Linked DNA regions of Hordeum vulgare: region 2 is linked to region 1. A link is a contact called in public Hi-C data. All regions are on one chromosome and are shown on one strand. Each heading gives the region's core, a stretch centred on a gene start, on an enhancer-like site or on the middle of the called end of the contact. The rest is flanking DNA. Distances are from core to core; before and after follow the strand shown. Region 1 holds the start of LOC123410562. Region 2 holds the start of LOC123407660 (replication termination factor 2).

Region 1 (4,626 bases), core at 529-3,028:
CTTGGTGGACTTATAAATTGTATTTGACTGTTCGGTGCTCGTGCTAGTGTTTGTAATTTTTAGCCTTGCCACTGGATTTGTGGCAACTCAACTCTGTTTACCTCTTTTGGTTCAGGACGTTCCCCTGTCTATTGTTGCGTTACAGCTATATTGTGTGGTGGTACTTGAATAGATGCCATTTCATTTTACTGTATATTCCGTGAGTTAATGTCCATTGCTTATTCATTAAGTGTGTCCCTCTTTCCAGCTGCCAAAGAAGTGGCTTCTGATGGCTCAACTGACCAGGCACACCTTTCCCATCTTTACAACAAGGTTCCTAATGAACCAAGTGTTCATGAGCTAACGACCTCTGACATGCCTATTCCCCTTCCGAAGCCTATAGTTTCCTTGACTGACCATTGTCTTTATGCTTGCAGATGTGTGGTGTGCTTGAAGACAGCGGTGCACGTGCACTCAATTCGTTCTGCGGTGACAAGGCAGCTTCCGCGAGTCTAGCCAACAGCCTCCATCAGTTTGAGAAAGTATGTGAGGACGTTGATCGGGTCTTGAGAGTCCAAGAGAACGGCGCTGCTACCCCCAAAGAGGAAGTGGTAGATGCCATCGTCGAAGAAGCCAAGCCTCCACAAGACGCAGGCGCCGTGGCGGCAAATGGTGTCGGCCCTTCGACTGTAAAGCCGGAGGACAAAATGGAAATCGATGGTTAATGTGTAGGGATGAAAACTGAATCGAAACCCCCTTCAGTTTAGTTACTAAACTGGTTCTAGTTTACCTTGTTGTAACTCAAAGTTAGGCACTCAGTAGTCAGTACTGATGATTACCCTATACCAAATTTTCCTGCCCCGTACACTTCCGTTGTTTTCTTGCGAGGTTATCACTGTTTGTGGTGTATTCTGTTGCTTGTCAGGTTGTAGCTCGCATTCCTCCACTCACGCAATGCAAAGAGCACAACTCTACTCACGCTCTTGAGATTGCAGGACTGTGGCAAGGAAAAAAAAATCTTCTTGAGAACCCGCAGATACGCTGTTTAGCATCGAGTGCCTAGTTTGAGCGAATTAGCGTTTGTGGTTTCTGTAAAATCTGTCCTTTTAAAACCATGTGTTTTCAGATTCTTTAATTTCAAATAGTATCTTAAATTCGTGTAAATAATACTCCCTCCTTCCTAGATATTTCATTAGGGACTACATATGGATGTATATAGATATAATTTAAAGTGTTGATTTATTTATTTTACACTGCATGTAGTCTATCGTATTTTTTTTAAAAGGTCTTATATTTAAGAATGGAGGAAGTAAATTGTACAGTAGTAAAAAAAATACTATTACTTCCGTCTCAAAACAGTTTAGGTAGTACTCTTTACATTTACAGAGAGTACGCCTTAAGTCTCTGCTCATTGCTTTCTGCTCTACAGAAAATCTATTCCAGTTCTAAAAAAGAGCATCATAATAATGCCAATTTTATCTCGCAATAAAATAAAATAATAATGCCAATTTTATGTCGAAAAAAGTAAAATAATAATGTCAATTTTGCTGCAAGGAAAACCACACCGTGTTCAAACGGAATGGATTTCCCTTTGGCCAAAGCCGAGACGGTGAAGAGGTGGCGAGGAGACAGGAAACGGAGCTCATCAACCTCGATTAAGCCAGCAGGCATGTCTCGACAAGTCGACAGCTGTTCACTTGCGCACCCTCCTCACGCCTAGTCTGGTGGGACCACGACGTGAGCCCCGACAAAAGATATTCCATCATGGATCACCATCCGAGATGCAGAGAGAGAACCAACGATCTCATCTAGAGGAAAAAAAAGGAACATGAACTGATTATTTAATCATTTTCTCATTCGGAAAAAAAGGACGTGGGTGGGTGCTCGATCTTAACGGCAGTCTCCGCCCGGGCGCCCGCAGCTTGGACGAGCGAGACAAAGCGGCATTGACGAGGCCGCGACGCGCGACGGCGCCGGCGCCCGCCATGGAAGTGGAATCAGCCGCCGAGCTGCAGGGCCGGAGGCCGCCGTCGTGGCGCCGCACGGTGGCCGTCCAGGCCGCGCTCTGCCTCGCGCTCTACGCGGCCTTCAGCCTCGGCGAGCCGCAGCTCCGGCCGCGGGGCGTCGGCCGCGGGCGGCGCGGCCGCGGAGCCGTCTCCTTCCTCAGCGTCGCGGGCGGCGCGCGGTCGCCCGCTGACCAGGATCGGCTCCTGAGGCAGGTGCGTGCGTGCGCGCGCCTCTGTATGCAATCTCAGCGTTCGATTTCTCGTCTTCCGCACCCGCATCCTCTCCGCGTCGCCCTTCGATTTGCGATCGTTTCGGGTGCTCTGGTTCGCCTCTGCTGGGGGGATCGCTTCCTGGTGCCACGGATTCGTTTGGGCGCGCGCGCTTTGGCTAACCCCATCCTGCTCGTAACATTTCCGTACGTTTAGGGTGTGCTGCTGCTGCTGCTGCGTGGATACTGGCCAGGAACTGCAGTTACCGCGCCGAGTGTGCGTGCCACCGAAGAAATTGTAACCGTCCACGATGGTTGATTGCTTCGCCTCCGCGATGCTGTTATGAAAAGCGGTGGTATCTGCTAATTGCTGCCTCGCAATGCTGTTATAGAAAATTGCTAGTATTTGGTATTGGTAATGTAGCCGAAATGCCGAATACATTTTTCATCAGTCAATATGGCCAAGCATCTCTGTGAAGCTCACAGCATTCGGAGAAGTCTATTACTACTAGTCTTTGTTAGTTGCTAACTAAAATGGCTTCATTGAGAACAAAGGGCATTCTGAATGGATTTTGCTTACTGTATGTGTCACCGAAAGGGCCCATCCTTGTTGGGGGTGAGTGGTTGCATAATGTCACTGATTCTGCCCAATCAGTTGATGGCCTACACATTTGCAGATCTAAGACTGATATCCAGTGATAATCTATAGGGTGGGCATTGGACTTACCTGGGATGATGGAACATGCAACATGTTCGCCCTAGTGAGGTACATGTGCCCATCATGACCGATAACCTGAGTCATGACCATCTATTAGTTAATGATCCAGTGTAGTGTGTTCACATAACTAAGCGACATATTAGTCTGATCTCTACCGACCCTTTCCTGGCACATTTTATTTTCCAACCATCCTTTCTTGGCATATTGTGCTCTGGATCTCAAAGGAAGTGACTCAGTTCTGTTTTTATATGTTTCCTGTGGCCTAGGAATGTTTTATGTCATGTGACATTGGTTAACAATTTTGCTCTTTCCCTGTCTTTAAGAAGACACCATCAGATTCATATTCTAGCAATGTTTTGTGGGTTTTATTCTTAATACTGAATATATATGCATTTTTATGAAGATGGAAAGCACAGCAAAGATTTATGAAGTCAAGTTAGTGCTGGATGTTGCCCGATTTGGGGATGACCCACTCTGGCAAAATGTAAGTACTCTAATTCTTGCTAATAAAGTAATAATACCGAAATACTGTGTAAATGTGTGAAGCATACCGTTCTCCATTACTGATGTAGTAGGTATAGGAGAGATTTCAGTTGGCCCAACTAACTAAACCAAATTCTAACTTGTCCTCTATTTCTCTGTCTTCCAGGGTTCTCTGCACTTCCAAGCTCTGAATATCCCCTGGTATACTAGTTATTCCTATCTGAAAGCTCATATGGTGTGCTCTCTAATGTGTGTGCATTGTATGCCATGAAAATCCGCTTCATCCTCAGGTATTCCACTGCATCACATGGGCAGATTGTTAGTAATTTCTTGAAGAAAGTGAAGATGCCATACGACCAAATTCTGGAAATTGTTGGTGTTGACACAGGGCCTCTTGAGGTATTATATTTTATTGGTGAACAGTTTTGAACTTCTTGTAGCAGGCAGCGTACCTGACAAACAACACGTTGTCTGTGCACTGAGTATGTGATTATATTAGCATCTTGCAATCAATAATGATCATCAATTATTCTACCTTTACTTGAGTATTTTTTTTTACCTCCTTATTATCCCCCTTGCACTGATTAGTTCAGACTCTGCAATCTTTTTTGGCACAATATGGTTGCAATTTAAATTTCTGCCAGGATTGCTTTATATGGAGAGTTTGTGCGATATCGTGGAATTGGCTGGCCTTTATGGATTCTTTCTGATTGATTTTCTCATTTGGTTAAAGGATCTTCTGCATGATGGCAAAATGAGCAATTCTAGCAGGGAACAAATTACATGGCTGGAGCAAATACTAGCGCTGACCAGCAATAACTGGTACTCCCTCCGTTCCTAAATAGTCTTTTTAGAGGTTTCACTAGTGGACTACATACGGATGTATATAGACATATTTTAGACTATAGATTCACTCATTTTGCTCCGTATGTAGACCCCTAGTGAAATTTCTTAAAAGACTTATATTTAGAAACGGAGGGAATATATGTTTACTCGAATATGCCTGTTTAACAATTGTTTTTGTACTATTGAAGGAACAAATGATTCTAGTTTATGCACCAGTAACAATTGTTGAAGGAAGAAATGATTCTAGTCTATACACTAGTTCCTCCTGCTCGTATGAGCTGCATTACTATTCTGTCTTCATGTTCTGGAAAAGCAATGCATATATATTCTTCATCAGTGGATTGTGTAATAGTGCACGTTCAATTCATAGAAGAATTAGAGGGTC
Region 2 (5,030 bases), core at 216-2,715, 660 kb before region 1:
AACTAGTGATCATGGACATATTTTTGTGATGTGAAACAGAAAAGAGATAAAAAAAAATGAGCCTCTGGCTTGCCACGCGCGTGGGCTGGTCCATCTCGGTCGCCCCTTCAGCGAGTCCGAAAGTGGACTTGCTGAAGGCGAGGGGAGCTCCTATACAGCGCTGCACGCGTCCGTTAACAATCCAGCGCGTGCAATGTCGCTCGCATGGACCAGCCCACTAGCATGCTGTTCAGTTTTTCGATCTGTTTTTTTTCCGTTGATCCAGTAGGAAAAAATGCACAAATTTTCTATTTTTTACCAAAATAAAAATATGAAATCAAAAAAGGTTTACAGATTTAAAGAAAGGTCCATTCATTTCAAAAAACTTCATTTCTTTAAAAAAGGTTCATCAATTCTGAAAAAAATTAATCAGTTTTTTAAAAAAGTTCATCAAATTTGGGAAAAGTCATTAATTTTTTAGAAACTTCATCAAATTTGAAAAAAATCATAGAAATTCAAAAAATTTCATGTATTTTTAGAAAAAGTTCATTGAACTGAAAAAAAGTTCATAAATCTTTAAAAAGTCCATCAATTTTGATAAAAAATCATCCATTTTCAAAAAGATGTTCATCAAATTTCAAAAAAGTTCATTGATATTCATAAAAGTTCATAGAATTTTAATATTTTAGAAAAGGTTCATCGATTTTCAGAGAAAAGTTCATCAATCTTAAAAATATCCGTTGATCTTTTTAATGACATTAAAAAAAGTTCACAGAATTAGAAAATAAACCGTCAACCGATGACTAAATGGGTCGACCCTTTTACAAACGTCACAGGCGTCAGTTAACAAAAATGCATCTTAACTAACGGATGTGGCGTCAAATAGAAAATGCCGAAGGCGAGACATAGAGACGCACGCCCACACACGGGAGAGAGACAGGATCCTCGCTATAGCAGGTTGCTAGCTAATTGAAAGCTCCTATTTGCCGCTTTTGCAGCAAACAGATGCGCCATTGCACATGGTGCGTTCAACTAGGCCGGCCCATTATGATACACCGCGAGCCCATGTGAAAAATCACAAAAAAATAAACCGTCAACCGATGCTTAAATGGGTCAGCCCATTTACAAATGTCACAGGCGTCGGTTAACAAAAATACACGTGAACTAACGCGTGTGGCGTCAAATAGGAAATGCCGAAGGCGAGACATAGAGACGCACGCCCGCGCACGGGAGAGAGAGGATCCTCGCTATAGCAGGTAGCTTGCTAATTGGCTGGCCCAACCCAGATTCAGCTTGATCGGGCCAGCATTTGTTTTTTGAGGGGATCGGGCCAGTAAACGCAGTGAGCATCAACTGAGCCCGCCCGAGTCGAGCTCAGTCCAAAACTCCCAACCCAAGGCCCCAGGCAAACCGAGCACACTCCGCGTGCCGAACCTCCTCACCGTCGGTACTCGGTACAGACTAGAGACGTCAGAGTTGACGTCTCTCGATGTCCCTCCGCGTCCAGCTTTCCCATAGGAGTAGGAGCCACCCGCACGGAACCAATCCCGATTCCCCATTGTCTCCGTTAGCCACCTCCGCTCCCGAATCCGGCGCATCGAAACCCTAGCTCTAGCCCTAGCCTCGCACCAGCCATGGCGCCCGCCGCCGGCGCGACCCGGGCCGTGGTCCTCCGCCTCGACGACCTGTCCCTTCCGTCGCGGTACCTCACCGTCGCGTCCCACCTCCCCGTCTCCGACCTCCTCAGCTTCCTCCCCCTCCCCACTTCCTCCTTCTACCTCACCACCGACGGCCGCCCGCTCGCGCCCTCCGCGCCCGTCGCCTCCCTCGCGGCGTCCGGCTCGCTCCAGCTCCGCCTCCGCGCGCTCCGCGGCGGGGGCGGCGATGGCGGGTCCACCTGCGCCGAGTCCCGCGACTGCTACCTCTCCATGTACCTCGCGAAGAAGCCCGACAAGGCCGACCCCAACGAGGCCCGCCTCTCCCGCTTCACCTGCTGCGCGCTCTCGGGGGAGCCCCTTGCCCCGCCCGCCGTCGTGGATCGGCTGGGCAACCTGTTCAACAAGGAGGCCCTCGTCGAGGCGCTCATCCACAAGCGCCTGCCCAAGGCGCTCTCGCACATCCGCGGGCTCAAGGACATGATCCCCATCCACCTGCACCCCAAGCCCAACGCGGCGGACCAGGAGGTCCGTTTCCAGTGCCCGGTCACCGGGTTTGAGTTCAACGGCAAGTCCCAGTTCCTTGCCCTCCGTGGATGCGGCCACGTGCTGAGCGTGAAGGCTCTCAAGGAGGTGAAGTCGTCCTCGTGTTTGGTCTGCCATAAGGAGTTCGTTGAGGTGGACAAGATGCCCATCAATGGGACCGAGGAGGAGGTGGAAGTGCTGAGGCAGAGGATGGAGGAGGAGAGAGGGAAGCTGAAGGAGAAGAAGGATAAGAAGCTGTCGAATGGGCTCAGTGGGAGTAAGCATGCTGCTGCTGCTTCTGCGGTTGCAGACGCTGAGAAGTTGGAGAATGGGAAGAAAGGGGAGGCTGCCCCAGCAAAGCGGTTTAAGGCTGCAGATCATGCACCGGCTCATGCAAACAAGAAAGTGTATGCATCAATTTTCACTTCCTCCAACAAGTCTGATTTCAGGGAAACATACTCATGCCGGTCACTCCCCCTGGGAAGGAATTAAATCGATGTTGGGGAGATTCCAATGGCATGGAGGTGAACCTCCTGTACTGATTCAGCGATTAGCTTCATACCATGGCTTGCCCATAAGTTCCAGTATTCTTGTTTTAGTTGTTGGTGTTATCTATGCTTGTTCACTCACAGAGAAGCTATATGTTTTTATAAATGATTTGTGAAATATGTAATGGTTGAAACATTTGGCACATATCATTTGGTCCAGTCTTCTCTAGCAATTTGTCTGAGTAATGCTGTAGTTTTCACTCAAAGAGAAGCAATATGTTTTTATAAATGCTTTGTGAAACATGTAATGGTTGAAACAGTTAGCGCTTATTGTTGGGTCCAGTCTTCTCTAGCAATTTGTCTGAGTAATGCTGTAATTTTCCACTTTGTTTCAAATTTACTCACATCTTAGGTCTCGTCAGGCCAATCCTTTGACCAACAATTATTCTATTAGTAGACCTAAGGGTTCTTAGTGTTCATTGTTGCAACTTCCACTGTATCTTGGTCATGCAATCCTACATACAATTTGTTTGAATAAGACTGATTTATGTGCACATGCAAGTGGACTCTCAAGATAAATCAAACAGTTTCTATGATTTTCAATGTTGTAATCTAGACTGTGCCACTTTACTGAACAGATAAATATGCATTGTGCTTGTTTTGATGTATAGTTGTCCATGAAGTACGGAATGCGCGTGAAGACAGTCAGCGGTAGAACATTTGGCGCCACATTAATACTAGCATGGTAGTTGCTCTTTACATGCTTCTTTAGATATGCTGTCAAGCTAACCTTGGACATGGTGAAAGTTTGCCTATTTTCTTTCAAACCTTCTCCTTTGGGCCTTTATTTCCATAACATGTTTATAATGTACACATGTTATATTTCTCGTTATACCTTTGTCATTTGGGCTATACTATGAATTGTAACGTACATACTTATGTAGCTTTTGCTGAATTTACATATTTGCTAATTGTGGATTTTATAAAAAGATCCAAAATAGCTATAATCAATCTACTTCTGCCCTGTATGCACATTGCTGAATAAGATTCTGCAAAGATTCATAGGATGCCATGAACTTACTGAGATATCAAGACTAGAGTTGATTTGGACACACAGGAATTTGACACCTCAGTTGTCTAACTCTGTTCAAATTTAGAAGGAATGGTGAAAATAGCTCCTATCAAGAAGACATCCAAATTTATTTTGCGTTAACATGCGGTACCTCCCTCAGACTATTTGTAGTTGGACACACATTAGTTTGTTTTTCTTATTCCATACTTGCTTTGAAGGGGAGCCGTGGCGCAGCGGCAAAGCTGTTGCCTTGTGACCATGAGGTCACGGGTTCGAGTCCTGGAAACAGCCTCTACCAGAAATGTAGGGAAAGGCTGCGTACAAAATAGACCCTAAGTGGTCGGACCCTTCCCCGGACCCTGCACAAGCGGGAGCTACGTGCACTGGGCTGCCCTTTTTTATTCCATACTTGCCTTATCTCTTATGTTTTTTTTAATATTGAAACGTCACTAGGAATAGCTTCTGTGATAGCTGCTATATCTTTTTTGGAATGTCACTGCAAAGCCGCAATTTCTAAATCTTGTTGGATTAATGGCTTTTGTGAATTGGCATGGAGAACAGAAATCAGTGTTTACGGGTTTAAATATATTCCAGTTGCTGGGGTATCGACTAAACGACTCGTTGCGACTAGTCGCTTTTAAATATATCCAGTTGCTGGGGTACCAGACTAAACGACTCGTTGTGACTAAACCTGGGAATGGTTATTAGAAAACCGGGTGTAACGGTTCGGTTATTACTTTGGGTTTGATTGGTTTAGGTTTTACTGGGTTGAGCTTTTTTTAGTTTGGTTTTGGTTTGGGTATGTGGAGAAACCAGTTTGGGTATAGTTGGTTATGGGTTTAAACATTTTTGTTATAAACGGTTATAAACTATGGGTCCAAACCGGTTTCTAGGCATTGGTTATGTGCAATAACCAACGATGACCGAGAACGAATATCTTTGATCCGCATGCATATTGTAATGCACTATGTAATTATGTATTATGGGGAAATACCACATGAAAATCGGAAGTGTTTGCTTGTGCTTTGGCTAAGTAATTTTGTTTTAATACACTTCTTAGTGAGCTATTCAGACGTGGGCATTTTTTTTGCCTTTTGCTGTGTGGTGACTGTATCTCAAGGATAACTTTGTTCTCAAACTGTTGCAGATGCACTTATGCCTTTTCTATCTCATTTGCTTCTAAACTTGTCAATTTGTGCAATTGTATGTATATTAAAGCAAACCCATAGTTATGTATTGGTTTTAAACCCACGGTTATGTATTGGGTTTAAGTTGGTTTGGTTGGAAAAAATAAGGGTTTAGTTTTGGTTG

Evidence for each region. Hi-C and Micro-C count contacts between places; a contact is called where the count stands out from the background.
Region 2: a Hi-C map of leaf shows a contact between it and region 1, with 4 times the contacts expected there. The contact joins the promoter of LOC123407660 here to the promoter of LOC123410562 in region 1. A contact is called at or near these places in 2 of 6 Hi-C or Micro-C datasets (leaf and seedling).

Annotation. Positions count from the first base shown.
Region 1 is chr7H:58,028,640-58,033,265 of MorexV3_pseudomolecules_assembly, reverse strand. LOC123410562 reads left to right here and starts at 1,778. Exons shown (of 8, transcript XM_045103504.1): 1 at 1,778-2,198; 2 at 3,316-3,396; 3 at 3,562-3,596; 4 at 3,686-3,794; 5 at 4,129-4,217. The coding sequence starts at 1,965. LOC123410678 (CHD3-type chromatin-remodeling factor PICKLE) reads left to right here. Exons shown (of 32, transcript XM_045103617.1): 31 at 248-312; 32 at 417-844. The coding sequence ends at 704.
Region 2 is chr7H:58,687,127-58,692,156 of MorexV3_pseudomolecules_assembly, reverse strand. It overlaps LOC123407660 (replication termination factor 2), which reads left to right and starts at 1,465. Exons shown (of 1, transcript XM_045100845.1): 1 at 1,465-2,936. The coding sequence starts at 1,614. The coding sequence ends at 2,651.